Linked DNA regions of Mus musculus: regions 2, 3, 4, 5 and 6 are each linked to region 1. Evidence: chromatin contacts called from public HiCAR-type and promoter capture Hi-C data. All regions are on one chromosome and are shown on one strand. Each heading gives the region's core, a stretch centred on a gene start, on an enhancer-like site or on the middle of the called end of the contact. The rest is flanking DNA. Distances are from core to core; before and after follow the strand shown.

The links. Promoter capture Hi-C pulls out the DNA fragments that hold promoters and counts their contacts. HiCAR-type assays count read pairs that join an accessible place to other places.
Region 2: a contact with region 1 is called in a HiCAR-type map of astrocytes, with 7 times the contacts expected there. The contact joins the enhancer-like site here to the promoter of Pfkp in region 1. A contact is called at or near these places in 14 of 39 promoter capture datasets (the C10 cell line, the HPC-7 cell line, HPC-7-derived erythroid cells and 10 more), 1 of 484 Hi-C or Micro-C datasets (CD4 T cells) and 8 of 115 datasets of contacts at active chromatin or transcription factors (SST interneurons, T-cell acute lymphoblastic leukemia, acute myeloid leukemia and 4 more).
Region 3: a contact with region 1 is called in a HiCAR-type map of astrocytes, with 4 times the contacts expected there. The contact joins the promoter of Dip2c here to the promoter of Pfkp in region 1. A contact is called at or near these places in 3 of 39 promoter capture datasets (hippocampal neurons, maxillary cranial neural crest and pre-B cells) and 1 of 115 datasets of contacts at active chromatin or transcription factors (astrocytes).
Region 4: a contact with region 1 is called in a HiCAR-type map of astrocytes, with 4 times the contacts expected there. The contact joins the promoter of Net1 here to the promoter of Pfkp in region 1. A contact is called at or near these places in 7 of 39 promoter capture datasets (the 3T3-L1 cell line, 3T3-L1-derived adipocytes, hematopoietic stem and progenitor cells and 3 more), 2 of 484 Hi-C or Micro-C datasets (CD4 T cells and CD8 T cells), 2 of 115 datasets of contacts at active chromatin or transcription factors (astrocytes and double positive thymocytes) and 2 of 9 other capture datasets (adipose tissue and liver).
Region 5: a contact with region 1 is called in a promoter capture Hi-C map of pre-B cells, with 13 times the contacts expected there. The contact joins the promoter of Gtpbp4 here to the promoter of Pfkp in region 1. A contact is called at or near these places in 13 of 39 promoter capture datasets (the 3T3-L1 cell line, 3T3-L1-derived adipocytes, the C10 cell line and 8 more), 3 of 484 Hi-C or Micro-C datasets (CD4 T cells, LSK cells and embryonic stem cells), 5 of 115 datasets of contacts at active chromatin or transcription factors (astrocytes, cardiomyocytes, embryonic stem cells and 2 more) and 2 of 9 other capture datasets (adipose tissue and liver).
Region 6: a contact with region 1 is called in a promoter capture Hi-C map of the HPC-7 cell line. The contact joins the promoter of Akr1c13 here to the promoter of Pfkp in region 1. A contact is called at or near these places in 1 of 39 promoter capture datasets (the HPC-7 cell line and HPC-7-derived erythroid cells) and 1 of 9 other capture datasets (adipose tissue).

What each region holds. Positions count from the first base shown.
Region 1 is chr13:6,646,242-6,650,322 of GRCm38.p6, forward strand. Pfkp (phosphofructokinase, platelet) reads right to left here and starts at 2,530. Exons shown (of 22, transcript NM_019703.4): 1 at 2,330-2,530. The coding sequence starts at 2,438. It overlaps Gm35730 (a long non-coding RNA gene), which reads left to right. Exons shown (of 3, transcript XR_382032.3): 3 at 348-597.
Region 2 is chr13:8,826,866-8,831,078 of GRCm38.p6, forward strand. All of the region lies in intron 11 of Wdr37 (WD repeat domain 37), which reads right to left. Among named protein-coding and RNA genes, the nearest start is that of Wdr37, 42 kb to the right of the region's middle. Within about 2 kb of position 2,311, at least 33 of the 459 cell types and tissues checked have an H3K27ac peak or open chromatin away from gene starts, as enhancers often do. A contact at or near this core is called in astrocytes and stem cell-derived neural progenitor cells, where this site is marked.
Region 3 is chr13:9,274,915-9,279,037 of GRCm38.p6, forward strand. It overlaps Dip2c (disco interacting protein 2 homolog C), which reads left to right and starts at 1,611. Exons shown (of 37, transcript NM_001081426.2): 1 at 1,611-2,152. The coding sequence starts at 2,068.
Region 4 is chr13:3,915,446-3,919,970 of GRCm38.p6, forward strand. Net1 (neuroepithelial cell transforming gene 1) reads right to left here and starts at 2,775. Exons shown (of 12, transcript NM_019671.3): 1 at 2,493-2,775. The coding sequence starts at 2,620.
Region 5 is chr13:8,994,489-8,999,009 of GRCm38.p6, forward strand. Gtpbp4 (GTP binding protein 4) reads right to left here and starts at 1,524. Exons shown (of 17, transcript NM_027000.4): 1 at 1,461-1,524. The coding sequence starts at 1,508.
Region 6 is chr13:4,189,246-4,193,622 of GRCm38.p6, forward strand. Akr1c13 (aldo-keto reductase family 1, member C13) reads left to right here and starts at 1,942. Exons shown (of 9, transcript NM_013778.2): 1 at 1,942-2,065. The coding sequence starts at 1,982.

The DNA of each region.
Region 1 (4,081 bases), core at 1,280-3,779:
TCAAGAGGAAATGGTGAAAAAATAAGGAGACTATAAGCATCTTTCATCCCAGGAATAGTGCTGCTCAGGTCAGGTCCACTGCATATATCTCAAGAGTATTTCCCAGAATAAACAAAAAGAAATATGCAGGTCCAGTATAGTACCACAATAAAACATGACTGTTTTCTCAAGTTCTTAGAATGCCCAGGCTTGGGAAGTGAGTCAGAGCCGGTTGTGAGGGTGCTCTGCCAGAGCTCAGGTTTGACAAGGGACAGTGGGCAATGCCACCAGTTAAGCTGAGCAGCCTTCTTCCACGGGTCTGATACTCTACTATCCCAGCAATGATCCAATGTAATTTTTGTTCTCAGAGACTCCATTTCCACAGAAGAGGCCAAATGGATTTAAAATCCAGATTCCAGTTCTCACCTGAGGCAGATCCAAGATAAGCAGAAAAGAAACCGGAGTTCCTCTTCAATCCCCTAGAATCTCTCATGTTTGCACATAGGCTAAATATTTCAGAAATAATTTTGGACAGGGATTCCAAAATGATAAGCCATTAATATTGGTTTTCTAACTGACCCAGGATGTTAATTCTGAAATAAAACCTTTATTGCTTAAGCTTGCAGCTCTAGTGGTCAAAAGCCCCTTCCTGTAGTGGGAGTGTCTTATTATCTTGCCTTAGCAGGGTTCTGTGTGAGGATGCTATTTTTCCAACCTCCGGTGTATCAAAGCATTCTCTATCTCTGGGAAAACAGCCCTACTACCTGAGGAAACATTTATACAGAGTATCTCCTTACTAAAATCCTAGTATTACTCCAACCCTGCTTTCTGGGGAGGAAGGCGGGCCTAGTGCCCTATGGTGACTAACGTTGCCATTGGTTCCTTTAAGATAATGGGAGGGAGAACACTGGGGACCCCCTCACTTTTTCGACCCAGCTTCCGGTTGTTTGTGAGCCTGATGCTCTGCACCTCGATGCTGCGCTAACGTGAGTGAGGCGGTGTGGGAGACCTAGATCTGAGCACACCGGAGGTGACGGGCCTGGCATCACGTAGGCTCCCACGCCGGGCGGGGCGGTGCCCTAAGCAGCTCCCCAACCTGCGGCACTGGCGCCAGCCCCGCCCCGCTCAAGGGCGAAGGGAAGGTCATCCGTGGGGTGGGCGGAAGGCAAGGACTCCAACCCTAAACCTCCCGGATTGAGCTGGCTTAGAACGAGGGAAAATATAACATGGCATTTGGATGCATCCAGGGTAGAGGAAAGAACTGAAAAGCAAAAGCAAAACCTGGCTCAGGAACTGTCTGCAGCCGGCACAGACCTCAAGACTTGGAGGGCACATACTCTATGAAAATGTAGGTCTTGCTTCTAGCGCGTGTCCTCATCAAGAAATTAGCATGAACTCGGAAAGCCCACTGTTTGGGAACCCCAGCGCCCCCACGTGTACCCAGGATTAGAGGCTGGGGCACGGTACAGTCACCCCATTGCTCTTACATTTTAAGTATTCTCAGTTTATCAAATCCAAGCGTACAGAAATCGAGTCCCTTCAGCTCTGAAATCAATCCCGTCATTGGGAGAAAAGGGAAGCCCGGAGCTGGTAAGTGAGGGCTGATGACGTCCCGGAGTCCCTGCTTCCTGGTCTTTCCCGTCCTGGGGAGGCTGGCCCCGGAGGGCCTAGTGACCCATTTTAGTTTTCACTTTTGTCACAAGCAGGAAGAGACATTGCCTGGCAGTCAATGCCACACCCTGAGAGACCCCTGCACGCCCCCCCCCCCCCAGCTGCGCATCCCGCAATGCAGCAGCAGAGAAGGCTGCTAGCACCGCTTGGGAGGCAGGACTGGGATGGAGGCGCTGTGGGTACCCCGCTGTTTTTCCTACGAGTCCCAGGGATTAGGGTGGGGCGGTGCTGTGGCATCCTTATCGTCGCCCTGTACCTAATTCCAGGAAAGAACGCCTGGCTCATATGACCCAGACAGTAGACGACCCCATTGGCTAGCTCAATTAATAAATTTGGGGATGGAAAACTGGTTCATCTTGGGAATGAAGAATCCTACACAAATATCCTTTATCTTCTGCCCCTCACCACGTAATGGAACTCTATGGTCGCTCCTCAGGCACCCTAGTTGTTCCTAGATTAGGGTTTTCCCTACTCCTGAGCCACCGGTTCTCCTCGGCTCTCATAGGTAATTTTCACCAAGCCCTTTCCTCATCCTTTCTCCCAGATCCAGGTCACCCAACGTTTCTCCCCAGCTCTCCCTCTGTTCCCAACCCGATTACCCTCCTCTGCAGCCCTCTCCAGCCGCCCTCGCCCCCTGCCCGGCCCTTGGAGACCAGCGAGAGAGCTGGTAGGCACGCACCTTGGGCATCCCCGCCGCTGGTCAGGACACCGATAGCTTTGCCATCCCCAGAGAGGTGCTCCAGGTACTTCGGATAGGCGCTGGAGCTCGAAGAATCCAAGTCACTCATGATGAGGAGGTAGAGACGCCAGACACTCCCGTACTCAGCAAGCACTGAAGCCCTGGCCCACGCGCGCCAGCCTTGGAACCGCTGCCCCGCCTGCACCCGCAGGAGCCGCCCACGCCCCGCCCGAGCGCCAATGGGCTGTGGCGATGGGCGGGACTCACGCAAGGGCGGGGCCTGTTGTGTCAAAGACTCCAGCACTCTGCAGGGGTGGACAGGATAGTATGGACACGCGTTCTGTTAGGGATGCATCGCTGTGGTCCCTGAGAGGTGGAGTCGGGTTGGGGTGCCTTCTCAAGCGGGGGATGGAGGGATTATAGCCGGGTAGGAAACCCATAAGTGGCATAAGTGAATGGCAGCGCAGCTGCAGGGATGATCCCACAAGTGGGCGCGGAGCCTGTCAGCCCACCACGTGGGCGCAGAGGCTCGTGGGGCGCCCATTACCCCACCTGCTCTAGCTGTTAGGGTGGCGGTTGAGGGAGCCCAGAGGTCTGTGCAGTAGAGCAGAGGCACGCGCCTCACTTCCGGCAGGGCTCTTTCCTGGCCTGACAGTCAGAACAGTAGGGCGCTTCAGCATTTCTGTTCAATGTCCAGGATCCATAGGATCCTCCAGGTTTCACTTCTCCTTCGAAATTGAGGAAAGATGTGTGAGTAGATCAAGTTGTGTCACTGACTGTAGAGAAAGGATTGGAAGTAGAATGTCGGGGAAAGCCATTCGTAGACACACCCTCAGGAAGCAGGCCTGAGTTCTGGATAATCCAAAAGAAATCGGAACAAAAAAGGCTTGGTAGATTCCAGTCTCCACCTAATGGAAGCCCTGCTCTTGATTTGTTAGTCAGAACCCGGAAGGTTCTATTAGAAACAACAATAAAATAAAATAAAATAAAATAAAATAAAATAAAAGTATCCAATCTGTGGTTGATTTTGTTTATTTTGAAGATGCACCTCCTGGGGATCCCTGAGTTGTCCTGGAGCTTAATCTCTAAAAGCACGCAGACCCCTTCAGCAGTCATCCCAAGAATAAGACCTCAAAAGCAAGCAAACTGGATAGCTCACAGAAGGGGTGGCAGCACTGAGCCTCCTTCCTGTGCAAATTATACGTGTTGAATACATAGAAATATAGGAAACAAAGTAACAACCTAGGCAAAGACAATACAGTCTTACTACTATTAGGACAACCCTAGAAAAAAGATGGAGGCGCACAGACTTGTATCTTCCAACTTACCCTTTAAGCTTCAAACATTTAGGGGGGGGGGGGAGATCCAATCTACTGTAGACAAGGATGCATGAGATCTGATCTCTGCCTTCTTGAATCAGTTGAGCAATTCCTGAACTCCCATGATCAACAGAAGTTGGCTGCCTTCAGGTCCCTCCCAACCCCCACCTTCCAACTTCTGGGAAAACAGCCAGGAAATATATATATTTTTAACAGGTTCTCTAGATTTTTATGATGAGCACTAAACTGGAGAACATCTGATCTAATAGCTTGATAATGGATTTTCCCTGAGCATCATTCTAAAAGGGAAGAGAAGAGTATCACTGGGTGCCTTGAAATTGTCTTGAGATGCTCTTAGCCAAAAGCACTGGAAGGAGGGGTGTCAGACTCAATGGACCACTGCCCACAGAGGTTTCTGTAGCTCAAGGCCCAA
Region 2 (4,213 bases), core at 1,061-3,560, 2.2 Mb after region 1:
CTCTGCGTTACATAGGCCTTCAAGGGGCCCAGCACTGCTGACTGGTAGGGAATGGCAGTCACAGTCCCACTGGTTTCTCCCTAAAAAGTTCTAGAGTCCAGACTACATTCTAGTAGACTCGCAGTTAGCTACAGATCTGTATTCTTCCTCAATGGCCCCGGCCTGGCTGACTGTACGTTCCCCTGGGACCCACACCTAGTTCAGCAGCTCTGCACCCCACGCCGGCCTCGCCAATGGGCCTCAGGCCCCGTGACCTGCACATGCCACACCTGCACATGCCCCACGCTCCCCAGCCGCAGACGCCTACTTCTTTCTTCCCTTCACCTTTACCTGAAGAGACTTCCACATCCAACTTCCAGAACCAAAAGCCACAGAGACCATCCAATCACCAGATTCTGATTACCATCTGCCTCTGCCTGACAGGAACAAGGCCATCATGATGCCTCCCTCTGGTCTACCAAGTCTCAGCTCTCTGGCATTTCCCATAGTCCTCAATCTGAAAACAAACCTTTAGCGTCCTCTCTACACTCTTCATCAAACCTCTCAGACGCCCATGCCTAACCCCGGCCCCAAAGGAGCAGGTCAAGTCACTAGCCTGGGACAAGGATGCAGCCCGCCTGCCAGCCCCCGACAGCCATGCTGGCAGCTGGCCTCCAGCCTCACTTCCCGCCTCACTGCCAGTAACTACTCACTTCACACTGAAAAAATTAACTTTGTCTCTTTCTTTTAAAATGTCAATTCGTACCTATACCATTCAACAAAGACCGGTGTTTTTCCTAGTGAGATTTCACAGCTGTGTAACATGTGACATGTTTCACATCAGCTTCTTCTTGGAAAAGATATATACCAACACAAATATATACCTTACTTTTAAAACACCTTCTCCACAGTAAATGTTACTTGAAAAGCTACAATTCTAACACCCTACAAGATAAAGCAGCTTCCCTTCAAAATCAGGCAAATGACATTTTTATTATGAACCAAATTATACGACTCCTTTGAAACCGTTTATACTTACTACTCTGAATACATACAAAGTTTTACCTTAGGGCCTCAACACTGCAGACACAGTGACAGCCCTTTGGAGTTATTAACTAAGCAGAAGAAAAGCATATCATCTTTATCATTTTACAAAGGGAAGTAGACCTACTGTAGAAATGTCAACCCACAGGTCTAGAACAGCACTCTGCTTGTGCCCTCTAGACTAAGCAACAGTACTCATCTCTGTGCTCTCTAGACTAAGCAACAGTACTCATCTATCTCAGTGCTTTCTAGATTAAGCACCAGTACTCATGTATCTCAGTGCTCTCTAGACTAAGCAGCAGCATAAAACTATATGCTCTTGGCCCATTTTATAACACAAAAGGGAGTACTTACCACCCATACATTCAAGTCCTTGCTTTATAGGAATGTACCTTAAGCTGTTACTCAGAATTGACATATGTTGATATGTCATTTGTGGTTGTTTGAATATGCTTGGCCTGGGAACTAGCACTATTGGGAGGTGTGGTTTTGTCAGGGTGGGCTTTGAGGTCCTATGCTCAAGCTCCACCCAGTACAGAAGAAAGCCTCTTCCTGGTTGCCTGCAGAAGGAGTCTCTCCTGATTGCCTTCAGACCAAGGTGCAAAACTCTCAGCTCCTTCTCCAGAACCATGTTTGCCTGGACACCGCCATGTTTCCTGCTATGATGAGAGTGGGACTAAGCCACTGAATCTGTAAGCCAGCCTCAATTAAATGGTTGCCTTTGTAAGAATTACCTTGGTTATGGTGTTTCTTCACGGCAATGGAAACCCTAACTAGGACACTACCTTAAAAGTGTTAGGAGCAGCCAGGGAAACAGTTCAGTGGCAGAATGTTTCCCTACCATACGAGGGCCAGAGTTTGATCAACAATATTTCTTCACCCTGATACACACACACACACACACACACACATTTATTGCTTTTAGTATACATATAAGGAGCAGTAAATGGAGAAAATGAGGACTGAAAAAAAAAAGTATCATTAGACATTGTTTTAGACACTGATCCACTGGCACCATGACCAAAGGAAAACATTTAATTGAGACTGGCTTACAATTCAAAGGTTATCAGCATGGTCTGTTATCAGCATGGTGGGAAGCATGGCAGCACACAAGCAGACATGATGCTGAAGAAGTAGCAGACAATTCCTACATCCGGATCCACAGAGAGCAGAAGGGAGATGACATGGGATCTGGCTTAGGCTTTTGAAACCTCAAAGCCCACCCCCAGTGACACACTTCCTCCAGCAAGGCCACACCTCCTAATCCCTCTCAGGCAGTGCCACTCCCTGATGACTAAGCATTCAAATATGAGCCTAAGGTAGCTATTCCTACTCAAATCACCACAGACATTAACATAAAAAACCACAACTGACTTCAGAAAAGCCAAAACAGAAGACAAAGCAGATATTCAAAACTCAAAATGCACCAGTCCATTTAATGGGGGAATGACATTAAATTAGCAGCATTCATCAGGGTATCCATATCTCCCTTGCTTTACTCAAACATGCTGATTCTGACAAAGAACAAAATACAGTTCTAATTAAAATGGACTGCCATCTAGGTAAAAATGTCATTTTCCAAATATGCCTTCTTAAAAGCGTGAGAGGAAAAAAAAGAAAAGAAAAGGAAAGGAAAGGAAAGGAAAGGAAAGGAAAGGAAAGGAAAGGAAAGGAAAGGAAAGGAAAGGAAAGGAACCTGTTGCTATAATACAAGCTACTTCTACATTGCTGAGTCTATCTAGAATTAAGTATTTAGTAGTAACTACCTCCCACCTACCAGATACTTGCCAATAAAGGCATACAAAAATTTCATAACCTCAAAATAATCATTATGATTTTAAGATAATTTTTGTTTTGTTAGATGCAGTTCAGTTTCCTTAGAAGAAATCGCCAAAGCTCACACTGAAAATAAAACCACAGTTGTGTATAAGAAAACGCCAAAAAGAAACAAAAAACCTTCTGTTCTCAAATACTCATCCATGCTGAGCTAATTTCAGACTGTTCTCAATGCCAAAGTTTATTCACACTTGTAAACAAACTGTCAGTCGGGTATAAACTAGTCATTGGCCACCCATGGAGGAAGTTTAATGACCAGTGACTGCCTCAACTGTCAATTCCTTCTCATACTCATTGAAACAAAACAAAGGGAGGGGGAGGGAGGAGAGGGGGGAGGGGAGGTTCAGAACATGAGGAATCGGGATAGCGGAGAGGAAAGGAAAAATGCCAAGCATGTAAACAAGACAATGGTACCAAGAGGATGAATCTGAGCCTGGAGCTGGGGCCTCGGATTATTTGTAAGAAATCAGATAGTCAGCTATTTCAAAGAACAGTAAGTGGGTTTAACCTAACAACCTCCATAACTGTAAGAGATCCTGACACATGCATGAATCATCCACACTACATATAGTTCAAGATCTTCTTGATCTGGGGAGACCAGCTTAAGAAGGGGGTGCAGGATGAAGAGGGGAAACACTGGCTTGGGAAGTACATACTTGGGCTACTAAATTATACTACTGGGTAAAAACTAAATTATTATACAAATGGGCAAATTTAGAAGAAAAGCACTGAATTTTCATGCCAGCTCTTGATTTTCAGATAGAAATTCAGGGAAAACAATTATTTCAGCCACTAGCTGAAAGTCCAAATTTTCCAAAGCAATCATCTATTTTCCCAAAGCAAGGATCAGCTTTGCATTGCTGTGACTAGTAAAACAATGCTATACAGAGTAACTAAAATGACTCTTTAGATAAACCGGGATACACAGAGCTACTAAAGACTGATCCAATAGCAAATACATCTTTACATTCAATAAATACTACAATGGTAGATTTCCTATTATAATGAAGAGATACAGGATGAAATTCAATGCAACACATCAAAAACATGTTATAAAAGTAAAAGCCTTGAACACAGCTGACATCAAGGAGCTCTGTCTGTACCCAGCAAGCATAATGACAGAGCAAATCTCAAGGGACCATTTGGCTACAGTTTTTATCTTACAGTGAAGCATTATATCTCAAACCCCTAGTTTTTCAAAAAGGCAGCCAAGCCATAGAGAGATAACAGAAAGAGAAAATGAAAAGAAAAAAAAAACCTCTCTCAATTCCTTGAGAAATTGGATCTCAAAATTGAGCTGACAATCTTGATGCTTATATAACTATACCTTGCCTTAAGAAAATCCAATATACAG
Region 3 (4,123 bases), core at 361-2,860, 2.6 Mb after region 1:
ACCATCTATGAACCCTGCAATAATAACCTGAATGATATTAATACTATGTGTGAAGATCAAGGTCATATGCTTTCACAACTGCTGTCTGATTGGATTTCAGACCTGCCTCACAGGAGGAAACATATGCCTGGTACTGCAAATCTGGCTGGGGAGATCATAGGTAGGAGTGAACCTAACCTACTATTACTACTCCGCTAAAGGGACGAGGCATCAAACTGCCCTCTAAATTTGTATTTCTCTACCCACAGACTAGTGCAGACTTCCGACCTCATCAGAGGAATTTCTTTGTGTAGTGGTTGACACAGAAACTCACAACTGATCAAAGTGGAGAGAATAGATGTCAGTAGAGTGCTCAGTCACAAATAGGGCGTCTGTATCATAACCCCACACCCGAAGCTCAGAGACCATCACAGAAGACGGAGTAGAAAGATTGTAATAGTCAGAGGTTGAGGAAAACTGGGAACAAAACTGTCTTCTGGACACGACAATACCTCTGGACTCACAAACTCACAGAAGCTATGGTTGCCAGCACAGGATGAAGGCAGTTAACATTCTAGCATGCCATAGCAAAGGGCTAATGAGCTCCTATCCCTATGGCCAGTTGATGGCTTCTCGGGGAGGGAGAGTCAGTTTTTTATTATTTTTTTCCATAAGGATGTGCCTCCTGTGAGATCAGCCATCCTGAAATATTTGAGCAGAACAAATTGGAGTCCATAGGTTATTGAATAATAATAATAATAATAATAATAGACATAAAATTGGGATAGTAGAGAGGTGGGGATGACTCTGGGAGGAGCTAAGGGATACATTGTAGGAGATTCTCAAAGAGTTAATAAAATGCTTTAAGAAGCAGGTGGATGTTTAATGTTAGGAGATGCTGTTTTTACTTTGGTTTTGTGGTGTTTGGGGCTTCAGGGGCAGCTAGGTGAGATTACTCTGGAGACAGCTGGCCATGCGAGAATGCCCCCAAATAGTCAGACTCCGTATCAGCCATTCAGAATAGACATTGATACCATCACAGGCGATGACCAAAGGGAAAAAAATTCACAAGAGGTAGAAGAAAAGCAGGGGATGATATTGTAGGATGTGAGGGAGAAGACACTTGCTGAAGACTCCTTAGGCTGGACAGTGTGTGACAGACCCAACCTACCTTGATTTATTTCCACGGATGGGAAAAATGAAGTCTAGACAAAACATTGTGTGTTTCAAGGTCATATAGTAGTCTGTTCTAGATCCATGCTTTTAAACTTCAAACCTAGGACTCAATCTATGTCTCATGCTGTTTTGTTTTTTTTTTTTAATTATTTTTTCCTCTTAAAAGTATTTTAAAAAAATCAGCCCTCGATGATCCAGAACATTTGAAGTTTTAACAAGCAGGCTAGGGTGTGCTTCCGAATGCCTTCTTTATTTTTCTCCTTGAGTCTTGAGGAGCCTAACTAAGCCTCAGGGTTGGGAAGACCCCCTCCTAAGGCCAAATGCACCACTGTCCCACGAGCGCGCTCTCGAAGTACTCGCTGGAGGCCCCGCCCCCCTGAGCGCGCGCCGCCGTGGCACGTCCGCGCGCTCCCACCCTCCGCGCGCGCCTTCTTGTTGCCCGGTGCGCGCGCAGCGGCGCTCGCTCCCGCCGGGGCAGGGCGGCCGCGGAGCAGCTCGAGAGCCCTGTGGCCGTGACCGCGGGCGGGCCCGTGATCCGGTGCCGGCCGAGCGGGGCCGGAGCCCGCGGCTGGGGGAGGCGCGCAGAGAGCCGGGCGCGAGGCCACCGCCAGGGTCGGGGCCGCGCTGAGGAGGCTGAGGAGACTGACGAGGCACTGAGGAGGCGCTGAGGAGACGCTGAGGAGGCTGACGAGGCGCTGAGGAGACTGAGGAGGCGCTGAGGAGACTGACGAGGCTGAGGAGGCTAAGGAGAAAATCCCCGCGCGCCTGCCCGCCGCCGCCCGGCCTCCCGCTCCCGCCCGCCCGCCGCCGCCTCCTCAGTGCGGCTCCTCCGGGTTCGAGTGGCGGCCGCTGAGGAGCCCTCCGTCGGCGAACAAAGAGGAGGCCGGCAGGGCGGAGGCGTCTGCGGCGAGCATGGCGGACCGCAGCCTGGAAGGCATGGCTCTCCCGTTGGAGGTGAGGGCCCGGCTGGCCGAGCTGGAGCTGGAGCTGTCGGAAGGTAACAGCAACCCCCCTTAGCCCCGCGCCCGGGCCGGGCCGGGACACCGCTTCTCTGGAGCGCGCTCGGGGCCCCGCGGGCCGGGCCGTGCTGTCACTCCGGGGAGGGCGCGCGCCGGGCCTCGGGGTGGCGGGGCCCCGGCCCTGACCCTGGCCCGGGCCCCGTGTGGTGGCCCCGGGGAGGGTGCATGTGTGTGCATGTGCTTGTGTGCGCGCGTGCTTGTGTGTGTGTGTGTGTGTGTGTGTGTGTGTAGTGTGTGTGCGTGTGTATGTGTGTGTGTGCACGCGCGCGCGTGTGCGTGCCGCGGCCCCCGCCCTCCAGGCTCAACTGGCACGGTGCAGCCGCGATGCCCCCTGCGCGCTGCGGCTGGGCCCGGGGCTCCCGGCTACGAAGCAAGATGGAGCAACCTTTAGGGCTGCGGGGGAAATGGCCTTGGTGGGGATGTGCGCTCTTCCCTAATGGAGAGGCGCTGCGTCCTTGATGCAGCTGCAGTACCACCACCACCACCACCACCACCACCACCACCATCATCACCACCACCACATGCACCAGCAGCACCACCAGCACCAGCACAGCACATGCTTCCACGCTCCCTGCTTGGGGACGGCCTCTGAATGGCCTGATTTTAATGCGAAACTTGTCAGTGGACTTCGGGATTGGATCCCCCTGAGGCTGCAGGCACACGGTCCTGTCAGCGGGAGGAAGATAGTAGTACTATTGTTCCGGCGTGTTTGTGACGAGCTGGTTGAGTTAGAGCCCTAAAACCTCCCCCCTCAGGCCAGGTTGGATGCCTCCTTCCCATCGTGCCGGATAGAGACATTGAGACTTTGCGGCTGCTCTGCTGTGATTTCACGGAGTGTTATATACGCTTTCGTCTTTGCTCTTCATGGTGGACATCATGTGCTCAACTGTCATAAGTTTCAGCTTGGGTTTTGTAGGTTCTTTTTTCCTTTTTCCTCCACTAAAGTTCCAAAATGTGTCTAGTAATAAATATTTAGCGGTCATCCCACTCATTGAGAAGACTACAGCTTAGTGGTGTGGAAATGGCCTGTCGTCTCTCTTGAGTTAATATTTGGAGCAGTTTAGCATGGTAAACTTTTTTTTTTTTTGGTAACGATTTGTGAGGGCCAGCAGCCAGAACGTAAATTCATTCGTGCCAGTTTTCATCATGGGGAGGAGCTGACGTTGACTTTACGTTTTCCCTTTTAACACTTGCAGGGTGGAGAGTAAACCAGGTGGCTGTAAGTGTTGCTTCTGTTATCAGATTCTCATAGATTAGACATTTTCTTTATCCCGAATTTGGGGTTCTCCAAGGTGTTTTGGAAGCAGTCCCTGGGAAGCTCCAATGGAGGAAAAGATAATGTGTCCCAGACTGTGCTTCCTGCCTCAGTTCTGACCATCTAGAGATAAGAGAGAGCATCACCCTTCCACAGGCAGAAAGGGCAGGGCTGAATTCTTTAGATTTAAACTGGAAGATGAGGTATGCAGTGTGGACAGTGTATTTCTAGTAAGTAACTATAAAGAAACATTTGTGTTTTGTTAGACTTGAGATAGACTGTCTTCTTCAGCTTACCAGCGCTGTTTTATCGTCTGCATCCTGTATTGAAAGCACCCCTTCCCATTCATGTTCTCACTCAAAGCAAGCACCTCTGCTATCTGCACTATGTTAATGTGATGTGTCTCTGCCCACCCATACTTGAAAAGTGAGAAGCCATCTGAACCTGCATTGAGCCCTTTCCGCAGGGTCTGAATCTCCCTGCCTACTAGGAAGTCAATTCACATTTACTCTCAAAGCCTCACATAATGCCTGGAGCCACATATCCTGCTCTCCTCTTGTTGAGAGTAGCTGTCTGTTTTGTTTTTAGGTAACAGCGGTCACCTGTCATGATCGATCACTCTTGAAGAGTGAGTGTTGCCCAGAGAAGTATGGAAAACCACTTTAGATGAGGTGTACTTAGCTTAACTCCCTGT
Region 4 (4,525 bases), core at 1,525-4,024, 2.7 Mb before region 1:
CTTCTGGTGGGTGGTAGGTTAGAATGGAGGTTGAAGCATTTAAGAACCCTTATTAAAGTAAGTTTTGAAAATAAGACAACACCTATAGGCTTATATATTTGAATGCAAACTCTTGAAAAGGATTAGAAGGATTAAGAGGTGTGGCCTTGTTGAAGGAGTATGTCACTGGGGATGAATTTTGGGGTTTCAAAAGCCCATGCCAGGCCCTGTCAGACTGTCTTCTGCCTGCAGATGGGGATAAAGCGCTCTGGCTACTTCTCTAGCACCATGTCTGCTTACATGCGTCCCATGATGATGATAATAATGGACTACCCTCTGAAACTGTAAGCCAGGCTCAGTTAAACCTTTTCTTTAAGTTTTGCCTCGATTATGGTGTCTCTTCACAAAAATGGATCAGTGACCAAGACACCTGGGCATGGGCCTTGCTCTGGAGTGTGGTTGATATACCAATACTCCACTGGAACAAAACAAAACAACAATTTTCCTTTTCCCAGGAGGTATCAATTGCAAACAGCTTCTTGGTTCTGAGTGGGATGGTGTGTCAACTCTCCCATTCTCAGTGCTAGGATCTTGTCTGGTTTGAACCTGTTGCAGGTCTTGTGCATTCCTTCAATCTCTGTAAGTTTAGATGTGCATCAGTGCTCTTATGTCTGGAGGATACTGTTTCCTTGGAGTCATCTACCAACTCTGGGCCCTAGAATCTTTCCTCTTCTGCACAGAATCAAAAAGGCTTAAATTCACTGCATGATGTGACCAACGCCTCCCAAGAGAATCTAAGGTTCCTGAGAGCAAGCGCTCCATCTGCTTTTGTTCACCTGAATCCCCATCATCCTCAACAGTGTCTGATGCTAGGGCAGGTGCAACTGTATTACACTGAGCACACGTGGAATGAAGCACTGCTTCTGTTCATCTTCAGGAAGTCCTCCTTTTCTGCTCCTTCACTAGCCCATCCTAATTCTTGTAATTCTCAGTCTCAAAGATGCCTTCTTTCTGCACTCTGACTTCTTAAACACACGGTCTGATTGGAAGAGAGGAAGTTTCAGAAGGCAAGAATTCTGGTAAATATTGCCTTAAACTTCAAACTCATAAAAATCAGTACTAACTGAAAGAATCTAGCTCTTTATAGAGTTACTTAATACAATGGGTTTGCCCATGCCTTGATAATGAAAGTAAGGTGTTTGCTTTTTCCTCAAAACCATTTGTCATGATTAGATTATAAGCTATATAAAAGATTAATTTAACATCCTATCAAATGACCTGGGCGTCGAGGTTCACACTGCAATCCGAGAACAGGGGGAGGCTAAGGAAGAAAGACCAGTTTTTAGGCAGAACGGTTTGGAGCCTGCTTGGTGACAATTCCTCTTCTCACCAATAGTCCTATGGATGTAAGACCACCTACAGTCCACCAGTTTCCATGGAGAACAGCTCTGGTACAGAAGTACAATATGAGTTTGTGGCCAGCGTCTCTACACAGGTAGTGAGTTCTGGGGTAACCAAGTTACACAGTGAGAACTTGTCTCAGAAACAAAACCAAAAAAACCCTGAAATCATGTCAAGTGGACCATGGGGATGTCTGAAAAGATGGAGCAGACACAGCACTGTTACTTTAACAGATTTAAAACTGACAGACAAGATTTCTGCCGAGTTTTCTGCCGAGGCCCATGATAAGTACTGATGTTCACACAGTGCCTTATATGAGGCAGACACTATCATAAACTCACTATGTAGACGTAGATTTGAACAAAGTTACATACTTTGTAACTCAATGTCTAACGTTATAATGGGAAACCATTGCATTCAGTACTTTGAGACCATTTCTCATATTTCGAAGGGCAAAAGAATGACAGAGTAGTCCAGACAAATGCCATTTCAATTTCCTATTTAATAAAAATATTATGACTCCCACAGCCTCTCTTCCAGACACAGATTTCTGAAATCAACCTAGTGTTTGCCTTTCCCAGACACATAGAAATGAAGATACAACACAGAATGTGAAAATGTGCTAATAACTGAAAAGCCAGAAAGAGTCTTTCTCTGATCTCTTCATTCCAGGAGCCTGTCCTGTTCTGGTCTGCAAAGGACATTTCATTTGAACAGCCGCTTTTAGGCTGAAAGGGTTGGTATCTGTTCAGGTGACAATTCCTCTTCTCATCACAGGGTCCACGACAGTCTTGATCTGAGCGCCTGCATCCACAACTAGTTTCTGGTAGAGAACAGCTCTGGTGCAGATGTACGGTTCCCCAGGGACGGGGTTAAAGGAGATTGTCAACAAGTCCAACGAGTCCACCCCTTCTACGCAGGGCCGAGCAGTCGCTGTGCAGCCCTCGGTGCAGCCCGCCGGGCAGCGCACTCTCCTCCCGCGGCATTTCTGCCCGGCCTTCCCCAACCTCCCCTACTGCACTGCCAGTCCTTGGTCACCCACCGTCCAGTCCATCCCGTCCTGAGTCTCCAGACTCGGTCCCCGGCTCTCACCCACCTCCCGCCACCCTCACCTCTCGTTCGCCGCCGGCCCGGGTGTGTCGGCCGGAAGCCCCGCGGCAGGTTCCTCGCTGAGCATTGAGACCCTGCGGCTTCTCCTCCGAGGTCGGGGCTGCTTCTGAGCCGCCGGCTCTGGCTCCATGTCCGGAGAAGGGGGGTTGGTGGGGCGGTGGCCCAGTGCCCAGGAGACCGATCGTGGCGGGCACAATGCCCGCCAGCTTCTGCGAGGCAGCAAGTCGCCTTCTAGCAGAGAGCGGCTACCGCCGTCATCCGGGGATTTGAAAATGGCGGCTGCCCAGAGATCGGCCAATCAGAGAGTGGGAAGCGGTTGCTAGGCTACGTGGAGTCCCGCCCTAATCAGAAGACTTCATACCAAACTTTTAGGAGCTCCAGTGACAAAGGGAAAGTGGTAAGGTGAAAGTTAGGAATTTGGGGATTTATTTTAACTACACACCTTACTCCTGAAAGGCAGTCTCTATTCACTAGAACTTTCACTTGCAGGGCAGGAAAATGGATCGGAAGCTGTTTATCATTTGTTGTTGTTTAGCGTTAGACAGGATGAAGGTATTGACCCCAAAGCAAGAGGCAGTTGGACGTATAAACACTAAGTTATACATGTGGAATATATTCCCAATTGCCAAAGACAATACTTTGTTCTCCAGGATGTCTCTAGAGAACCAGTGAAATCTAGTTATGTACTCCTGTCTTTCAGTAAGTAGGACACAGTCGCTTTACCGAATGGAAAGGGCTGCTTTCTCTGCTTGCAAGACTGCAAAACGTGCAGCATGAAACAAGGGACCCTGCTCAGGTTATTATGTGAAGATTGGTAAATAAAAACGTTCTCTGATTTTAAATATCGCTAATGGTCTTAAATGTAGTCTCTCTTGTATACAGGGAGATATTAATGATGTTGTGTATAATAGAAAAATTAAAGGCAATCTAAATGAATGACTGGGAGATGTCTAAATATAACTGATTAACTGTGAAGACTGCATTCAGCCGATAAAGAAATGGTCTTCTTCAGGGAATACCATTGGTTAGCCAATACTAACAGCTAGCCCTGAAAACATACAAATAACATCATACAGACTGAGCTGGCTGTATTTGTGTATTTAGGAACATATATGTATAACATATTGTTACATATTGACTATGTAACAATAATTAATAAAAAGAGTCCATGAATGTGAAAGATAGCAAGAAGGGGTATAGGAGAGAGTTGGGAAGGAGAAAAGAGAAGGGAGAAAATGGTGTGATTATATTATAATCTTGAAAATAAAAGAAAATTAAAAATAAGAGGTATATAGTAAAACAAAACATTGTGATTTTAACTGAAAGCATAAAATATGAAATATAGAACAATGATGGCTAGTTTTATGTCAATTTAGAAAAATTCTGTTTTAGGGTTTTACTGCTGTGAACAGACACCATGAAAGAGACAGCCCTTATAAGGACAATATTTAATTGGGGCTGGAATACAGATTCAGTCCATTATCATCAAGGCAGGAACATGGCAGCATCCAGGCAGGCATGGTACAGGAAGAGCTGAGAGTTCTATATCTTCATCTGAAGGCTGCTAGCAGAATACTGGCTTCCAGGCAGATAGAACAAGGGTATTCAAGCTCACACCCACAGTGACACACTTACTCCAACAAGGCCATGCCTCCAAACAGTGCCACTCCCTGGGCCAAGCATATTCAAACCATGACAAACCCTCTCTAATATTAGGCGGTAGGTAAGTCTATAGAACATTTTCTTAATTAGTAGTTGATGGGAAATAGGCCAGCCCATCATGGCTATACCATTCTTGGGCTGGTAGTCCTGGGTTCTGTAAGAAAGTAGGGAGAGGAAGACATGACGAACAAGCTAGTAAGCACTCTTCCACGGCCTCTGCGTCAGCTCTTGCCTCCAGGTTCCTGCACTGCTTGGGTTCCTGTCCTGACTTCCCTTGATGATGAACTGTGATATAGAAGTGTAAGCTGAATAAACCCTCCTCAAGTTTTTTTCCCCCTCTGTCACAGTGTTTTATCACAGTAATAGAAACCCT
Region 5 (4,521 bases), core at 274-2,773, 2.3 Mb after region 1:
TTATTCCTTCAGAAAATCCTTTTTTTTTAAGATTTATTTACTTATTTATTTATTATATATAAGTACATTGTAGCTGTCCTCAGATACTCCAGAAAAGGGCATCAGATTTCATTACAGACGTAACGTGGTTGCTGGGATTTGAACTCGAGACCTTCGGAAGAGCAGTCGGCGCTCCTAAACCACTGAGCCATCTCGCCAGCCCCCAGAATATGATTCTTAAAGACGCAGACTATTCTATGTGTTTCTATACACAGAACTTGGCACACACTTTACAAAAGCACCCCATACTCTTCAGATTGACTTTTTATTTCCCACCACCTATCTACACACATGCAAACTCATCTGCAAACAGACCTCCTTCAGGGCAACAGAGACAAAGGCTGCCTTTCCTAGGTCAATTATATCAACAAAGTTCCTTTGACCCAATGAACTCTATTTCCAGTGAAATAAAAAGTGTACGAGTTCCTTCAACATGCACTTGAGAAGTAGTGGCGACAGTCTCGTGGGCTAAAACAAAATGTGATTCCTACATGTAGTTTCTTTCCAATTATTACAAACGTGTGAAAAACGTATCAGAATGGATATCAGAAAGAGGAAGAAAGGAGAAATACAGAGACGTGTAAGGAAAACAACTAGTGGAAACATGGTTTTTGTCTTTTCAAGACAGGGTCTTTCAGAGATCCGCCTACCTTTGCCTCCCTAGTGCTGAGACTAAAGGCGTGCACTACCACGCCCACCAGAAAATACTAGTTCTTTACACAAGTTTTCAAAGCAAGCTCATTCAGAAAGGGGGATGTCGAAAACACCCACACTGCGGTCAATTTAACGATAGTGACACTGGTTCCTCTAACTGATTCTGCAATTTAATGCCCATGGCTTGCCAGAGAAACCGGTGTATCCTTTTAGGTTCTTTAGCCTACCTCATTCTCGACATTTGGGAGGAAAGCATCTTGCTACGTTACATAATGTGGGCCTGGCTACTTGCGTGCTTATAACCAATTGCATCTTTTAAGTCCAACGACAAAATGACAGCTACCTAAAATCTTTTTAGACCGTGACGTCACGAATCAAATTCTACTTAAAGGGGAGGGTACTCACACGACGCTCACCACTGGCCCCTTCAGGCTTCCTACCCTGCTCCTTACTGTGGCCACCACCCAGACACTTTGTCCCGTCGGCAGGCCACACAAGAATCATAGGCTCTGGAACGGCCCTGATGTCTTGGAGGGATTCTAGGGCTTAGGGTACCCAAGGACAGCAGGAGAGGGGCTTGGTTTCAGAGAGTGGGACTGATCTCCGAGGGTCGCGAGGACAAAGCCTAGCAAGCGGAGCTCCGCACTGAGGGCCGAGGGACTGCACGGTGTCCTCCCTCCCCCAGTCTCGGGGATACAGGCCTGGACCCTCCCTGGCGACTTGTCGGGGAAATGGAGATAGGCGGAAACGACCTCTGTCACCCCTACCTTGGCAGACGGCACCACCGTAATCTTCTTGAAGTTGTAATGCGCCATGCCGGCGGTGGAACGCACGAGGAACCAGGAGAAGCGGAGGACCGGACTTCCGCCGGCGGAGGTGGGCGGGACTTCCGCTATCCGGCGTGACACAACTTTGGCTGCCGGACTCAAGCGTTACATCATTTCCTGAATGTCCGCGAGGCGTGGCCCACGCGTCCGCCTAGACAGGCTTCTAGTCCCACAGCGTCCCCGCTCGGCCGGGAAGTCCGCCGCCAAGAGCCGCGGTAGAGATCTGCTGGGTTTAGAGGTGGGAGAGATAACCTTGCGGGGTGAAAGGGAGACTCCCGGCTGGCCACCTTGGCGGGGCTCTCAGGAAACACTGCCCTCACCCAAGCCGGCTTCGGGGCTCCAAAGGGTGTTTCCAGCCACCTCTGGGGACGCCGCGGCCAGAGCGAGTGACGAGCGGGAAGACGCAGCGCGGGGCTTCTGCATCACTTTGGTGTCCCTTGAGCAAGAAAGGCTGTCTGTCGCCTGGCAGTGTGGAAAGTTATTTATTCGAGTAAATTATGTTGACGGGGCTTCTGTTAATGGAGTAGACTGCATACTTCCAGGTGGCCCGAGTTTCCTCTCCTGACCTTGCAGTCTCGAGGTGGTTTGTGGGTGCTCCACCTTCACCTGACCTTCACCTGACATGGGCCAGTGAAAAAACTCTGCCCCCCACACAGCTGCCCAGAACCCAGGCACCAGACATAGACACAAAGTCTGATCCGTACAGACCTACATGGATTGAAGCCAACCTTCCCACTTGCGTTTTCCCTGTCAGTTTAATTAAGCCACCCATTTCTTTACCTTAATCCATCTACTCTTGCCTCATGATTATCTTTTAACTAAAAGACCCTTTCTCAGGTGTTGCCATCTTCTTCAAACCTTTCTCCCTATTTTTCTGTGACATCCATCATTCTGGTACTTGATGTCTAGAATGCAGTCTTCTTTGCTAATTTACCTTCCTGAGTCTCTCCCTAACTAGATAATCCTCAAGGTTCTTCCTCTCCTCAAAGTCTCCTTTCTCCTTTCTCCTTCACAGCCCCAGTGTGGACTACTTTGATAATACAAGTTGCTTTCAGCCTGGTGTCTTTTTTAATTACAATCAGACATTTTCAATCAGACTCCAGATATGTTAAATTGGGTATTTCCCAAGAGCATTTACTTTCTGCTTTTCTGACTAAATGCATCTCTCTGTGCTGTTGGAAAGGACAGTCTCGGGCTGGTGAGATGGCTCAGCGGGTAAGAGCACTAACTGCTCTTCTGAAGTTCCTGAGTTCAAATCTCAGCAACCACATAGAGGCTCACAACCACCCATAATGAGATCTGACACCCTCTTCTGGTGCGTTTGAAGTCAGCTACAGTGTACTTATGTATAATAATAAATAAATCTTTGGGCTGGAGTAAGCAAGAACTGAGTGAGGCTCGGCAGTGGTGGCGCATGCCTTTAATTCAAGCACTTGGGAGGCAGACACAGCTGGATTTCTGAGTTTGAGGCCAGCCTGGTCTACAGAGTGAGTTCCAGAACAGCCAGGGCTACACAGAGAAACCCTGTCTCAGAAAAAGCAAAAAGGAAAAAAAAAAAAAAAAAAAACTGAGTGAACTGAATTGATCGGAGCAAGCAGGGTGGACTGGAGCAAGCATAGGTCCTAAAAATTCAATTCCCAACAACCACATGAAGGCTCACAACCATCTGTACATATACAGTGTACTCACATACATAAAATAAATAAATCTTAAAAAAAAAAAAAAGGCCAGGCGTGGTGGCGCACGACTTTAATCCCAGCACTCGGGAGGCAGAGGCAGGTGAATTTCTGAGTTCGAGACCAGCCTGGTCTACAAAGTGAGTTCCAGGACAGCCAGGGCTACACAGAGAAACCCTGTCTCAAAAAACCAAAAAAAAAAAAAAAAAAAAAAAAAAAGGAAAGGAAAGGACAGCCTCACATTCTGACTCCCCACTAGGGTACTGAACAAAACTGAACAGAGTCAAGAGCAAGGTTGACCAAGACTAAAGACCTTGAAACAAAGTTAGTAGATGAGGCCTCAGGGGCAGAGGTGAGGTCATAAGAAGAGTGGCCCTACTGATGATGAATCCCAGGAACAGGAGCAGAGAAGGAAAATTATGGAATAAGGCAAAAGAGCTGTATGTGGTCCCACACAGTGGGTTAGCAGAATCCAGGTATTCACCAAGGAGACTCAGTCCTTGGAGCCCAGCTCAAATAGGAGGAAGTGGATAAGGATGAAGCACTTGGACAATTGATAAAATTTTCACTCTCAGGTAACTCAAGAATCCCATATGGTGTTAAACCTTAAATAGGGCTGACTATAGCTCAAGCAGTGTTCAAAGCAGTTGACCCCAAATTAACTCACTTAGCTCCTACAAAAACCTTATAATATTTGGTGAGGAAACAAAACTATACAATTTTGTTATATGTAGAAATTATATAAAATTATATAAGATATATAAGAATTATATAAAAAGCCTTGAACATGTGGCTTGGCTCCTACAAAACCTGCTTTGACATACTGCTTCTAAGTCATTGTGTGTGCTCTCTCACTTTTCAGATCTTTTAACAAGTCCTGCTCTTCTTCATGAAAATGTCTATCATGTTCCCATCGTTCCAGTATTAAAAATCAATTTGAAGCACATTGCCATTTGTTATCTTAGCATTACTGCTCATTATTGTGTCAGCAAGTTAAATAAGCATGCTTTGATTATTCTAAATGAAACCTCCAAGATTACTAGAATTTACTGGCTGTAATCACATACTACCCAGGAAGGCTCTGTCCAACAAATCTGAAATGAGCAAAGCTATTTCCCCATTGTTCCTTTATTCAGGTCCTGTATTTTCTCAAACTCCTGGCTTTCCCCAAACTATTATAGAACCAACTTCTTTTTTGTTGTTGGACCCTTTTTTTTAAAAAAGTTGTTTTGGGATTTTGGTTTTCTTTTGTTTTGAGATGAAGTCTTGCTCTGTAGCCCAGACTGGTTTGAGACTCATTGTTTAACCCAAGCTTATCTGGAGCT
Region 6 (4,377 bases), core at 692-3,191, 2.5 Mb before region 1:
TAGAAAAATACATGAAAAAATTTACAGTGAGTAATTTCAAAAAGAAGACACCAAACCCTACACTGTTGCTGCGGCCACTTGCTGACAGGAACCTGGTATGGCTGCTCCTTGGGAGGTCTGGCCTACAACTGACCAGTGCAGATGTAATGCTCGGAGCCAACCATCAGACAATTTAGGGACCCCGTGAGGAACCTGACAGAAGGACTGGAGGAGCAGGGGGGATTGCAACCCCATAGGAAAAACAACATAGGCTGGCTGGACTATCCAGTGTTCCCAGAGGCTAGACCACCAACCAAGGAATGTACAGGGAGGGATCTATGACTCCAGATACATATGTAGTAGAGGATGGACTTGCCTGACAGCAGTGGGAGGGGAGGACCTTGGTCTCAAGGAGGTTTGAAGGCCCAGCACAGGGAGTTGCTGAATCTGTAGGGTGGGAGAGGGTGGGTGGGAGAGCACCCTCATGGAGGCAAAGGGGGGGAGGAGAGGGTTGATGTGGGATGGGGGGTTTTGTGGAGGGGTAGCTGGGAAGTGAGATATCATTTGAGATGTAAATGAATGGAATGATTAATAAAAAATTTCAGTTTTAGTTGTTGATATCTTTGTTTTTAAAAAAATTCTGAGAAGACTAAATTCAGTTCATGAACTATTTTTCCATTAATTATTTATTCACTTTATATCCTGATCACTACCCACCTGCTCCCCCTTTTATACTGTCTCTACCCCTCCCATTCTCTTCTGAGAGGGTGGCGGTATCCTGGGTATCCCCCTACCTCTGGCACATCAAGTTTCTGCATTGCTAGATGTATTCTCTCCCAGGAGGCCAGACAAGGTAGCCCAGATAGGGAAACAGACTACACAGGCAACAGTTTTAAGGAACATTCCCGTTCCAGTTATTGGGACCCACATGAGACACAAGCTGTACTTCTACTATGTGTGTGTGTGTGTGTGTGTGTGTGTGTGTGTGTGTGCTAGGTTGAGTCTGAGTATGCTCTTTAGTTGATAGTTCAGTCTCTGAGAGCCCCCAAGTATCCAGTTTAGCTGACTCTCTTGGTCTTCTTATAGGGTTTCTACCCTCTTCAGGACTCTCAATCCTTCCCTCAACTCTTCCATAAGAGTCCCTGAGCTCCATCCAAAGTTTGGCTGTGGGCCTCTGCACCTGTTTTAGTCTGATGCTGGATGGAGCCTTTCAGAGGACAGTTATGCTAGCTTCCTTCCTGTCTGCAACCATAACATAACATCTTTCAGGGACTGATACTTGCCCATGGGATGGGAATCAAGTTGAGCTGGATATTCCTTGGCCATTCCCTCAGTTTCTGCTCCATCTTATCTTTGCATTTCTTGTAGACAGGGAAAATTTTGAGTCAAAGTTTTTTGGGTGGTTTGATGCCCCTATCACTTTAAGTGCTCAAGTGTGGCTTCTTTTTTCTTTATGTTTACAGGGCATGCAGTAACTCATGATTTTCAGTGATGCATGTTCAAGTAGAGGCTTCATAATGGCCAAATGAAAATAAGTATCTTCAGTATTATAATTGTTCAACCAATCTCTTCTTTAATAGTATTTAATATATGAGATAAAGAAGAGAAAAACCACAGTAAACACGTACTTTATCTTATATAGTACTTTATTTGAAATTTATCCTTTATATGAAAATGAGTGGCTTGCGTTCTTATTTGTGGAATACTGCTTTAAATTTCTGACTCCTCCCTTGTGTTGGTGTCCATTAGACAGACAATAGTAGTATTTAAAACAGTAGGCACACAACAGTACTGTTAACCATTAGCCAGACAGTAGCACTGATTAATCATTAGCTGGATAGCAGATAGTTAAACATTAGCCAGTGAGTAGGCATGGCTAACTGCCAGAAAGGGAGTGTCCCTTGTTAACCATTAGACAGGAAGTTGATAGACGATGTTTACCCACTTCCGCTTCAGGGCAACAGAATACTCAGGAAGTGCTTAGCCAGGGGAGTGAGAGACAATGAGCTCCAAACAGCACTGTGTCAAACTAAATGATGGCCACTTAATTCCTGCCCTGGGCTTTGGCACCTATAAACCCAAGGAGGTAAGAATACAGGATTGTCAGTATCTCAGGCTAGAGCTAATCCGTGTACAAGAGAACAGAAAGTTAGGTTTGCCCTGCATCAGGGTCTGATTGTGTATCCCCTGCTTGCTGATTGTTCTTGATAAATAGAGGTTACAGCAGCACTTGAAATTGGTGGCTGTGGTTGGGAGACCTAGCTATATTCATGCTTGCTTTTCTCTGAGGAAGACCCCTGTTCCTGGTGAATCAGTAGGGAGGCATGCTGAAGGGGAACAAAGGGGGGCAAACTCTAAAGACATTTTCTCCTGTGGTAGGTGTTAGTGCAGCATATAATGAAGCTATAGGGTACATGTCTCAGTAGCACTAGAACATTTACTATAACTCAGCAAGCGAATTCAGGGACAGGGAGAAAGTTTATCTTCCTTGTTATTTTTACTGTCTGACTGGGAATCTGGTCTTGGTAGGATTTGACTCTTTTTGTTTTTGTTTTTGTTTTTATTTTTATTTTTGTTTGTATTTCCCCTTGGATTTACTTTTCTGGCCTAGGCATGTCTGTGAATCTACTGTTCCCATTTGGGACCTTCCAGCTCTAAGAGTGAACTTGGCTGTGAGCTCCAGGCTTAAAGGGACAGACCCATGACCTAACAATTCTGGGCACTATGCTTTTCTTGTATCCATGCTTCAAAGATTGATAGAGGAGAAGAAAGTCACCAGATTGCCTATCAGCTTTCTTGGTTGCAGTGTGGGAGGGGAGTTCTCTTTATGTCCATAACCTACAACATAATTTTTCATTGCAAAAAGGCAAAATGCCGGAAATGAACATTCAGGGTGGCTTCCTGTATGTTCTCAAATCTGTGGGTTGGAACCCCAAACTCATTTTATGTCTGGGGATCACCACAGCATGAGGCAATGAATTAAAGTGTTGCAGCATTAGGAAGGTTGGGAACCAATGTCGGAGACTAAGGCATGAAACAAATATTTGCAAATACTTTGGTTTTGTTTCAGGGTAGCCATCAGCATCTCACAGTGGATGTTTACCAGAACTAAGTGAGATCTCCCATGTATAACTCTCAACTGTGGAAAACTTTCTGGAATTTTATAGTGAATCATTATGATGGGGAGAAAGAGGACCTAGTAAAGATAAATGTGAGTTATTGGTATTCATTAGTGTATTTTGGATTTAGAACATGGTTGTCCTCAGAACAAAAAACATCAAGTGGACTGTTTGCAAACCTGGAGGGACTTTCTTGTTTTCTATTCCTCCTGATACCTTTTAAATGTGTGGCAAAGGATCTCTTCCCTTGACTTCAAATGTGTCCATCTCCTTCCTGTTAGACTCCAGAGAAATCTGGAGATCTACACAGGATTTGTTACTTTTGCAAAGTTGCACAATATCAAGAATAGGTCAAGGCCACTACTGGAGCCTCAGCTTTGATAACTCACGGTGTCCTTACTCTTGGATAAGGCAGGGCTCGTTTCCAGATAAGGTGGTAGAAGCCAGAACTTAATCACTGTCTTTTATCGTGAAAAGATAACTGTAGAGATTCTTAGGACAATGAAAAAGCTACTCTCATTTACTTTTTCAACCCTTTGTAAGTATTGTATGATTGTATGTGTCTTTGTGTGTTGTGAACAATGTCTGAGGAAGTAAGAGGTCAAAGCTGCCCTCCAATGCTCATGCTTTATCTGTGTGAACCCAGTGTCTCACCGAGTCTGTTGTGCTCAGGGGTGAGCTGCAGGGCTCACCTTGATGCTTCCTCCTCATGCACTGAGTCTGCATGCCATACTCTGCTTTACAAGAGAGCTGGGTTCCAAACTAAGATACCAAAGTTGTCTGCAAGGGTGTTACTGAGTGAGACATCTCCCCAGCCCACACCCTAAACCTTTAACAAAACCCCAGTCATATCATTATTCAAATCTGGCAGCCAAGGCAATAATTTTAGGTTTAATTCTAGCCATGTCTTTTTAAAACAAATAATCTTGGATTGAAGAGGCTGATACCGAAATAAATAACCTCTAACATGATGTAGTTAAGGTACTTTAAATAAGGATATACTCTTACATTAGATGCTTTTTTCTGTCTGTATTTAGATCTCTCAGAAAAAGAGAATGGATATGTAGAAAGACTAACATAGGACAGTACTTTCTCTCCAAGTCCCTATTATTAACCTGGCCTTGCTTGGTATCTGTGATCTTTGCATTTGCATCCTTTTGTAACAGTGTCTTAGCTGGGAGTAGAAGGAGTGTCTGTGTAATTGTCCTGTCCCAAGAAGACTTCCTTGTGTTCAGTTTGCTTAGTCATCCTACTACACACATTTAGTGTGACTTTCTAG